2 separate regions of the Hordeum vulgare genome follow, and region 2 is linked to region 1. A link is a contact called in public Hi-C data. All regions are on one chromosome and are shown on one strand. Each heading gives the region's core, a stretch centred on a gene start, on an enhancer-like site or on the middle of the called end of the contact. The rest is flanking DNA. Distances are from core to core; before and after follow the strand shown. Region 1 holds the start of LOC123443336 (C2 domain-containing protein At1g53590-like). Region 2 has its middle 120 kb from the start of LOC123443340.

Region 1 (4,631 bases), core at 718-3,217:
ATGCACACCTTCTCTGTAAGCGGTTGTGCGTCGATCACCGTACATCCATGGATGGCTCATCTCTGCGTTATACGACAGTATATCAAATACAATCACGATCCTAAAAATTAGTACCGCACGGTCTAAACGAGGAAATATAGTTGCTAACCTTTTAGAATAAGTAGAAATAAAGAGGAGGAGGTTTAAGCGTGGCTCGGGCATCTCATATCGTAGTTGTGTTCGGTGAACTGAAGCGGCATCGCTCTAACACACATTTCAACAAACACCTCTAGTGCATCAAAAAAAGTTGAGAGCAAGCACCCACCCACAATCCTCCATCCAAGAAAAATGCAACGAAGAGGGGAGAGGGGGCTGTGCTATATATAGGCAGAGGACTTTAGTCCCGGTTTGAGACACAAACCGGGACTAAAGGTGGCGCACATGCGGGCTGCCCATCGCGTAGCCCTTTAGTCCCGGCTTGGGACACGAACCGGGACTAAAGGCTCCTTACGGGCCGGGACTAAAGCCTCGAGGGAGGATATGAGAATTGGGGCGACGTGGCCGGGCCTTTAGTCCCGGCCCAGAGGCAGGCCGGGACTAAAGGGTCCAGGCCAAAGACCCGTTTTCTACTAGTGGATGTTACCCAGCCATGGATCTGATAGGTGATGGTGCGTTGGAATATTAACATTGTTTTGTGGTCTTCCATACACAAGTTGTGTGTGACGGTACAAGCCTGCAACTCTTTTGTTTCTTCGATCAAGGAAGAAACTGGGACAAACATTTGTGGTGTCTTTCATTGAAAATGTGGTGGCAGCGAATGCTCGACGGTACACATGGACGAGTAAGAGATGTAGATGCCCAATTATTATATTCAATTAAAATGTGGCATGGGCATCTATTCTTTCACGCGCTTTGTGTTGTACAAATGAAGCTACCAAAAGATTGTTGTACAGTACTATCAGTTACTCCCTCCGTTTCTAAATATAAGTCTTTTAAGATATTTCATTAGAAGTCTACATACGGAGCAAAATGAGTGAATCTACACTCGAAAGTATGTCTATATACATCCGTATGTAGTCCACTAATGAAACTTCTTTAAAGACTTATATTTAGGAACGGAGGAAGTACTTCTGAACCCCCTTGTGGTATTTGTAACGAGCTAGGCTATAAAATGGTTGCCTTTATGTCCATATGTGCCTATCATTATGTATGGTGCTTGTCTTTGCTTATAAGCCCAACAACAAGATGCATTTATGTATGTGCGCCGTCTTAACAGATTTGTATTGCCATATCATTTCGGATGTCTGTCTTCTCGCTAAACTAAGCCTAATGTCATACAATCATGTTAACAAATATGACAGCTTGATTAGTGCGCACAATCCCGCCTCAAGAGGCGCCATCAGGTGGCGCCCCAGCCATTAGTGTGAACTAATTGGAGTTGTCATGTATAGCCAATTACAATTGTCATGTGTGATTAACTAGTGTTAGAAAAGTCTTAATTTATAATAAAGAATGTAAAGAAAAATAAACCGACGGACCTGGGTGAGAGGGATGGTGGGATGAGAGGTGAAAAAAATCATGTAAAAATAGAGGACGAAAAAAATCGCTATTCATCAACTGATCATTTAGGACTAAATTAGAAGTAGAGGCGGATGGCAATTTTGATGACCGTATACTCCCTCCTTCTAAATATAAGTTTTTTTTAAATTTTTACTAGAGGACTACATACGAAACAAAATGAGTGAATCTACACTCTAAAGTATGTATATATATATACATTTACATGTAGTCTTATAATGAAATTTTTAAAAAGATTTATATTTAGAAACGAAGAGAGTAAATGGATAAGGGGATTTGGTGATCGGCCTTGGAGTTGCCATAGCATACCCGAACCGGACCGGAGCCCCGATGCGCGTGCGGGGCTCCTATGCCAGCACGCCACTTGGCACTTTCTTACGTGTCGGCTGGGGTCATGGATGACAATAATCTCTCACTCACCACCCCGTCATTTTCCGAAATCCCTTTCCCGGGACACGCACCCGCTCGCTCGCCTCCCCCCCGCGGCCCCCCTCGTCCGTTCCACCCAGATTCACAAACCCGCCACTTGCAAGTTGCAACTCCTTTTCGCGGCAGCAAACAAGATCGCCGGCGCGGCGCGGCGGAGCAGGGATGGACGCCGGCGACCTCTCCATCGTGCACCACATCGGCCTCGTGCTGGTCGCGCTGTGGGCCGCAGCCTCCTTCGGCTTCTGCCACTCCATCGTCTTCCTCGTCGCCTTCCTCTACCTGTACATGGCAAGTATGCTACTGCTGCTGCTTTCCTCCGCCCCACCGCCTCACCCCTCCCGGGATACCGGATACGGCTTCGTTGCTAGAACTTCATGCTCGCCTCTGCCACATCCGGGTTTACACCGCACCGTTATACCGCGTCGCTTTGGCTCCCAGATTCCTGCTCTTCCCCCCACTTCTGCGGCACCTTCAATTCGTCCACTTTTGATGACGTAGCTGCTGCTGACAGAGACGTACAAGGCACACGGTGCACGATTCTGGCTTTGCTTGCGGGTTATAGCCGCTCCGTTTGACTCGGTTTTCTTTATTGGAATGATATTTGGTCTGCTATGATGTTTCTGATGCTTTGTGAAATTGAGTTTGTAGGGTGCTATGGTTTGGCATAGTACTGATAACTTCTCCACATGTCAGTGGTACAAGCTGGGTAATCAATTGACTACCCAGTTTTTTGGTGAAACTAGCATATAGGTGTAGAAATGTTGAACAAATTGTATAAATTCATATATTTGACTACACAATCTGAAACTGACTACACAAGACTAAATTTCTGGCACCTGTTACTTGGAACAGGCGACAGATATACTCTTATGTGTTTTCTTGGGCATTTATTTTATTGGGGACGCCGTGCTGTAGCCCAGCTTATGCAATATGATGTCTTTTTGTATAAATTGTAACCTGATGGTTCTATGCTTCCAGGGAAAATGTGGATTTGACTTTTAGTTTGTTGAATACTCTATTAGATTTCCGGGATTTTTTTATTAAACATGTTCTCTGGGAAGAATTTATTAAACATGTTACATGATACGGTGGAAGTTTTGTTGCCTTAAATGAAATATAAGCATATAAATTCGTAATTCACAACGGTTGTGTCTTCTTTTGAGAAAAATTAGTTCCCGAGCATAATTTGTCACCTATCCATGTTTTGACTACAACAATTTGATATAGTGAGCTACTGTCCCTACTCCCTAGGGGGTTATCTTATATGCTGCTCAGCAACACACCAACTTTTAAAGGATTGGTAAAACACACCAATAATATAATTTCATAAGCACTGAGCAGGATCAAAGAATTTCCATCCATTCTTATAAGCTCAATTTCTCTGGACTGACCTCACTTTTATGATAATTAAAGCATGTAATGTATTTGAGATAGACGCTGTCTGTTCACTTTTTTAAATATTTTCCCATATTGGTGGTATTGCCAATTAACACCAATCAGTAGTTGCTTTGAGCTGCCTTTACTGCGCTTATTTTCTTTCCTTATTTTACCCCCTGTTTCCATCTGAAATGTTTTTTTTCTTCTTGAATATGACTTTTGTTACTAAGTTCTAGCTTCAGGATGCACGCATTTTAACCTTCCTGGCTCAGATGTTTGCATGAATATGGCTAGATACCAAAAAATCAGAACTAAATATAAGTATATCATAGCTGCTCCTTCCAGAACTAAAATTTAAACTATTATTTCTATTGTAGGTAAATGCCCGCTGTGCAATGAGACTGCGGAAGCGAATACAGCATGCGGAAATGAAATCTGCCTACCAACGAAGAGTATGCACCTTTTCTGCAATCCAAAATCAATGTTTGTGCCAATTATTACAAGGACGAACTTGGTTGACTAGGCTAGCACACCCTTTTTCACTTTTTAACTTTGTTGTGATCTGTGGCCACACTAAACTCATTTGTTTTCTCTGTCAGCTGCTTTCTGATGGAGAATCGGTACGTTGGTTAAACCATGCAGTCAAAAAGATGTGGCCTATCTGTATGGAGAAGATTGTTTCACAACTTTTGCGGCCCATCATACCGTGGTTCTTGGATAAGTTCAAACCTTGGACAGTTGTATGTTTTATAGCTTCCTGCTATTTTATATACTTCCTTTCCACTAATGTCTTACATTCATGATGATGTTCTATTGCATAGCTTTTAGCTTAAAACTGCTACTTCAACCTTGTTTTTTTAAGTCACCTTCAGTTTCTCTAAGTGAGTATGGCTCAGTTGATATAGTTTTTGTGCAGAGCAAAGCAAGTGTCCAGGAGCTTTACATGGGTAGGGATTCACCAATATTTACCTCGATGAGAGTTCTGCCTGAGACATCAGATGATGACCATCTGGTGGGCATTACTTTATTTTGATCTGATTCTTTCCTTTCCCTTGTATGGGATGTACATTTGTAATGATCTGTATACCATCCGATTGATTGACCCAGGTTCTGGAGCTAGGGATGAACTTCCTATCTGCTGAAGATATGAGTGTTGTGCTTGCCATGCAGCTGCATAAGAGTGTGGGACTTGGAATGACCGCAAACATGCATTTGACTAGCATGCATGTTGAAGGAAAGGCAAGTCACCTAGTTAGCACCATCATTCT
Region 2 (4,631 bases), core at 581-3,080, 190 kb before region 1:
ATCTATTTAATTGGTTGAGAGGGGAGAAACGAAGGGCTATCCATTTGTTGGTGGCAGTGGTTGATAATTTTCTTCCAACTCCAACTTCCACAATTTTATAAAGCACCTCCTAAAGAGTTTCACAAAAACAAAGAGTTGTATCCCACGTTCTAGTTTTTTGTGAAGCGGTATATCGTGAAGCTACCTCATTTGACTTACGTTTTCTAGAGCGTAAGCTTATTTTTTTGAAGGAGAGGAGTTTCAAACAAGCCCTTTGATGTAGTGGTCCGAGCACAAAGATTATAATCATTTGAGCTACACTAACCTTTGTAACGACGTGTATTCACATGGCATGATAAAACTTATGTAAATAGTTACCGTGACCGACCTTGGAGGATTCGAACCGAGAATTATAGTACTATACACTCAGAGCATCTACGGTCGGAGTTTGTAAATATGACCCCTCAAATGTCCGGATGACCGGGCACGAGTAAACTAAACAAAACTGTATTTTATACTAGATTCCTTAATCCATATAAAAGCATGGAAACGAAAAAACTACTTACCATGTACAAACCTAACTATTACTCCTCGTCGAAGATTTCAACGATCTTCATGCCCTCTAGTGGATACATGGCTGGCAGCCACAGCTCCGCGCCCTCCAGCCTTCTCCACCGCTACTTCCATGTCGAGTTCGTCGAAGAGCGCGTCGTCCTCTGCCTGCCTCTGTCGGATGAGCCTACGGTTGATCGACACCTCGACCTCATCCTGGATGGACTCCGGGATGGCCTGCTACTCCGCCATCTGCTCGGCTTGGGTGATGACGAACTCCGTGCTTGCCATGTTCAAGCCCGGAGCAGGCAGGTCCGCCTCGTCCTCCTCCGCATCAACCACCTTCATTGGCTCAGACAGCTACTCCTCCTCCTCACGCTCCCGCGAGTCCGGAGGCAGACCCGCGGCGATGCGGGTGGCACATCGCGCCTGGATCTGCATCCGGCGCTCCGGCGTAAGCATCGCGTACATGGTGATCCTACGACGGACCATATCGGCGCAAGAGAGCGGGGGAGAGGAGGCGAACGGGCTCAGATGACGGCGGAGAGAGGAAGGAGGTGGGTGTGCTAGTGCTGGGGGACGTTGGGCGGCTTAAATAGTCGGATTTGGCATCGGGCGGCGAGCCGGAGTAGCGCCACACGACTTTCATACCGCGGCGACGGTGGACACGTCCGTCGGACCTTTGAATTTCCGGACGAGTCCGCGTGGGGCCCTCGTCAGGCGGACATGACGAATGCGTCCGATCGTCCCATATTTAAGCTGAATATAAGGGATGTCGGTCAGCTCCGATGTTTGAAGCCCGTTTAAGGTGCTCGATTGAGTCGACTTTCGTAATCGGTCAGTGACCGGAAAGCCTGCTGAGACATTTAAGACGGATACGAGGGATCTCATAGATGCTGTGAGTAGACGTAAACCGTGTATAATGAGATAATTCAGAGAGATACAACCAGATAACCCAAGAACGGAAGACATAGTGGACGACTTGAGAACTACTACCAACAACATGTCACTTGTCCCCGTGGGATTGTTTGGCGATGAGAAAAAGGAAAGCTCATTCGCAGAGCAAAAAAGAAAGCTATGCCGTTAACAGTAGACCTTTTTCAGCATGCAACGACGTACTGCCAGACGGCGCCATCCACGGGAATCCAACAATTTTGCGCGTGAATGGATGATTCCCTGCGGCACGCCACGCGCAAGTCCAGCTTTCCGTCGTATTCCGTCTTTTTCCGTCGTAGGCTTGTAGCTCACCGCAGACGACACTTCGTAGCTGATCGATCCAAGGGATCGCGTGGGCCTCACATGAACCACTGATTGTTTTCTTAGCCAAAGGAACTGAAGCCTCGTGCCGTTGGCGACGTGGCCTGTTTGGATACAGAAGAAACAAAATGATTAATGGCTAACACAGACGCACTGTGCTAAACGTGGCCCTTGCTGTCAGATCTAGATCCAACAGGTCAGCTGGAGTACTAGCTAGCTAGCGTAGGGGTGTTTCTTTTCATGGATTTTTTGATGTAGGGATTAAAAAAAATCTCTTTTAGTTTCATTTAAAGAAACATGAGGGATTTTTAGGGACTAAAAGAGGGTATTTGGGACTAAAGGAAGAAGTCCCTATGGAAGGGACTTTTTGGGACTTTATTGACACATTTTTCAACAGTGCCCCTACTTTTAACATGTCATTTAATAACTTCTAGCATATTGCTAGGGGTAACATGGTCTTTTTACATGTCATTTAATGATCTCTAGTCCATGTTTAGTCATTGAAAAGAAACGGATAGGGACTAGATACTTTTTAGTTGGGACTAAAAAAGTCATAAACTTTTAAAAAAAACAAGGCCGTAGTGTCGGCGCGGGAGGGAAGGCAGCTGATCCCACGATGGCCGGGGTGGCACAGCACTGGTAGGTATCCAATCCGCGTCGGCCGGGTCCGCGTGGATAATGGACTTTCGATACTCTTTGGTCCACACCAAATTAGATAGTGGCAGCCCAAATTGCTTTTGGAGCTCCGCCTCCATGAAGGTCTTTAAATTTAAAATTTAAATTTTATGAAAATTCAAATTTTATATTTTAAAAAGTTTTGAAAAAAATACAGAGACAAGTAAAGGTGTAACACACATGTGTGTAAATTTTTAGAAAAAAATACGTTGAAATAAGGGTTGTACAAAAAAGACAAATCTGAAGATTTTTAACACGTGATATTATTCATCGTTCCAGGCCATGAATTTGTTTTTTTGTGCAAATCATGTTTTAAGGTATTTCATCCTAACATTTTACACACATACACATAACATCATTCCTTACTTGCGTATTTTATTTTAGATTTTTTTTAAAAAACAGAAAAGTTTAAATTTTTCAAAAAAATTGGCTACCATGGAGCTCGGCCTCCAAACGTCTATTCTCCATCTTCAGGGACATTTTTTTAGACTCCATTTCCGGAAGAATGCAGAGACATAAAATATAGAAAAAATGACAGTAATTAGCGGGTCACCATCTTTTTCTTTCACGAGTGTCGCTTTCAACGTGGGGTATAAAATCCTACACACAAACATTAAACAGTGACCTTTTAGACATCTTCAACGACAACCTGTATTTTTTTTCCTACATCCGACCGCGAACACAAGATCAGTTCATGGCCACGGATGCGGGAGTACGATATTCAAACACAGCCGCATACATTTTGACAATAACTCGAACCAATCGAACGATATTCGTGTAGACACGGTCAGATTTCATGCAAACATGACAAATTTCATGCAAACACGGTGAATTGTATCGTATTTCGAACATATTTTAATTAAAAACATAAAACTATATGCACGTATGGTCGTGCGAAGCTCCGTTCCCAAAACACGGATACGCCACACTAGTCTACACTGGGCCGTGGCGGATCCCTTTTGTTTCCCATATGTGCGCGCTCACCGTACTGTCGGGAGCCCCAGAGGCATATGTTTCAGTGCAAAGGATGCCTCGCTTTCCCGCCGCTCGTCAGAGCGGAAGCCCGGACTGATGCTTCAGCCGGAGGGGAAGTGGGTGACTCCGCTTCCGTGTAACCCATGCAGGGTCGACGAAGGTTCTCAGAAAACAAGAACCGGGCAAGACACTAGATGTGTACACCGGTGTCGCCCCGGTGGTGGCCTTCATGGAACCCAAGCGACCGCGACCTCCCAGTTCTACTTCTGCTCGATGATGGTCGCACGCGCGGAGCGCTGGCCACCGACTCGTCGCTCTCCTCACACATGGCTTTTGTCTCTGCCTGCATGGCGCGGTCGCAGTCACGGAAGGCGCGACCACCCCCATGCTCCCCACCGTGCTGGTGTGGCACAACTCATGACTCATCATCGAGCTAGTTTGGAGCGGCGAGTTGTTGAACCACGCGCCGGCTTGGGGCAGCAACCGGATCTGTCGTGTTAGGCAAGGGAGTGCTCCGAGTCGCGTGTGCTCGTATCCGGCGGGCTCGTCGGGCCACCTAGCCGGCTTGTATGCCGAAGAATTGCTTTTGGGAAGTCAGAGGAAGAGTGGAGAAATAGGTGAATGAGGAGATGGGGGAGAGATGGAGGAGTGCGATTGTCGTGGGTATAAGTCTGACAGTAGATGTATAGGGTACGAAAGGATGGGCAGACCTTAGCTACGGCAAGGTTGTGTGAGTTCAGACCCTCTGCGGTGGAGGTAATAGCCCTACGTCTCAGTGCTCTGGGAGCTTGTTGTCGAGTGGAATATAGAATACAGTGATTTGCTAACCCCTGCACCAGTGGGGGAGGGTGGCTTATATAGAGTGCGCTGCCCTCCACAACGGTTCGGTGCACAGGGGTGGAGTAGTGGCGAATAAATGCCTACGTTACAGGTAACGTATGCCTTAAATGCTAATAAAGGCACATAGAAACGTATGACCGTTTCCCTCCAAGGGGGTTACGATGCACAGAGTGGAATCCAGTCGGTTAGTTTGATATTCTCCGAATGCTCGTCTCCGACTGGATGGTCGAGGATCTGTTACCGACTGGATGATGGGAACTCCTTAGTTCAGTCGGAACTGACTAAGGGCCTTGTCCCTTATGAGGGGTAGTCCTTGGGTAGGACCTACAGGGCTGGCCTATGACCCTACCCTA

Evidence for each region. Hi-C and Micro-C count contacts between places; a contact is called where the count stands out from the background.
Region 2: a contact with region 1 is called in a Hi-C map of leaf, with 5 times the contacts expected there. The contact joins the enhancer-like site here to the promoter of LOC123443336 in region 1. A contact is called at or near these places in 2 of 6 Hi-C or Micro-C datasets (both in leaf).

What each region holds. Positions count from the first base shown.
Region 1 is chr3H:154,715,511-154,720,141 of MorexV3_pseudomolecules_assembly, reverse strand. It overlaps LOC123443336 (C2 domain-containing protein At1g53590-like), which reads left to right and starts at 1,967. Exons shown (of 12, transcript XM_045119671.1): 1 at 1,967-2,274; 2 at 3,741-3,815; 3 at 3,963-4,103; 4 at 4,280-4,375; 5 at 4,471-4,602. The coding sequence starts at 2,149.
Region 2 is chr3H:154,906,685-154,911,315 of MorexV3_pseudomolecules_assembly, reverse strand. No RefSeq gene overlaps it. Among protein-coding and RNA genes, the nearest start is that of LOC123443340, 120 kb to the left of the region's middle. Within about 2 kb of position 1,830, at least 3 of the 3 cell types and tissues checked have open chromatin away from gene starts, as enhancers often do. A contact at or near this core is called in leaf, where this site is marked.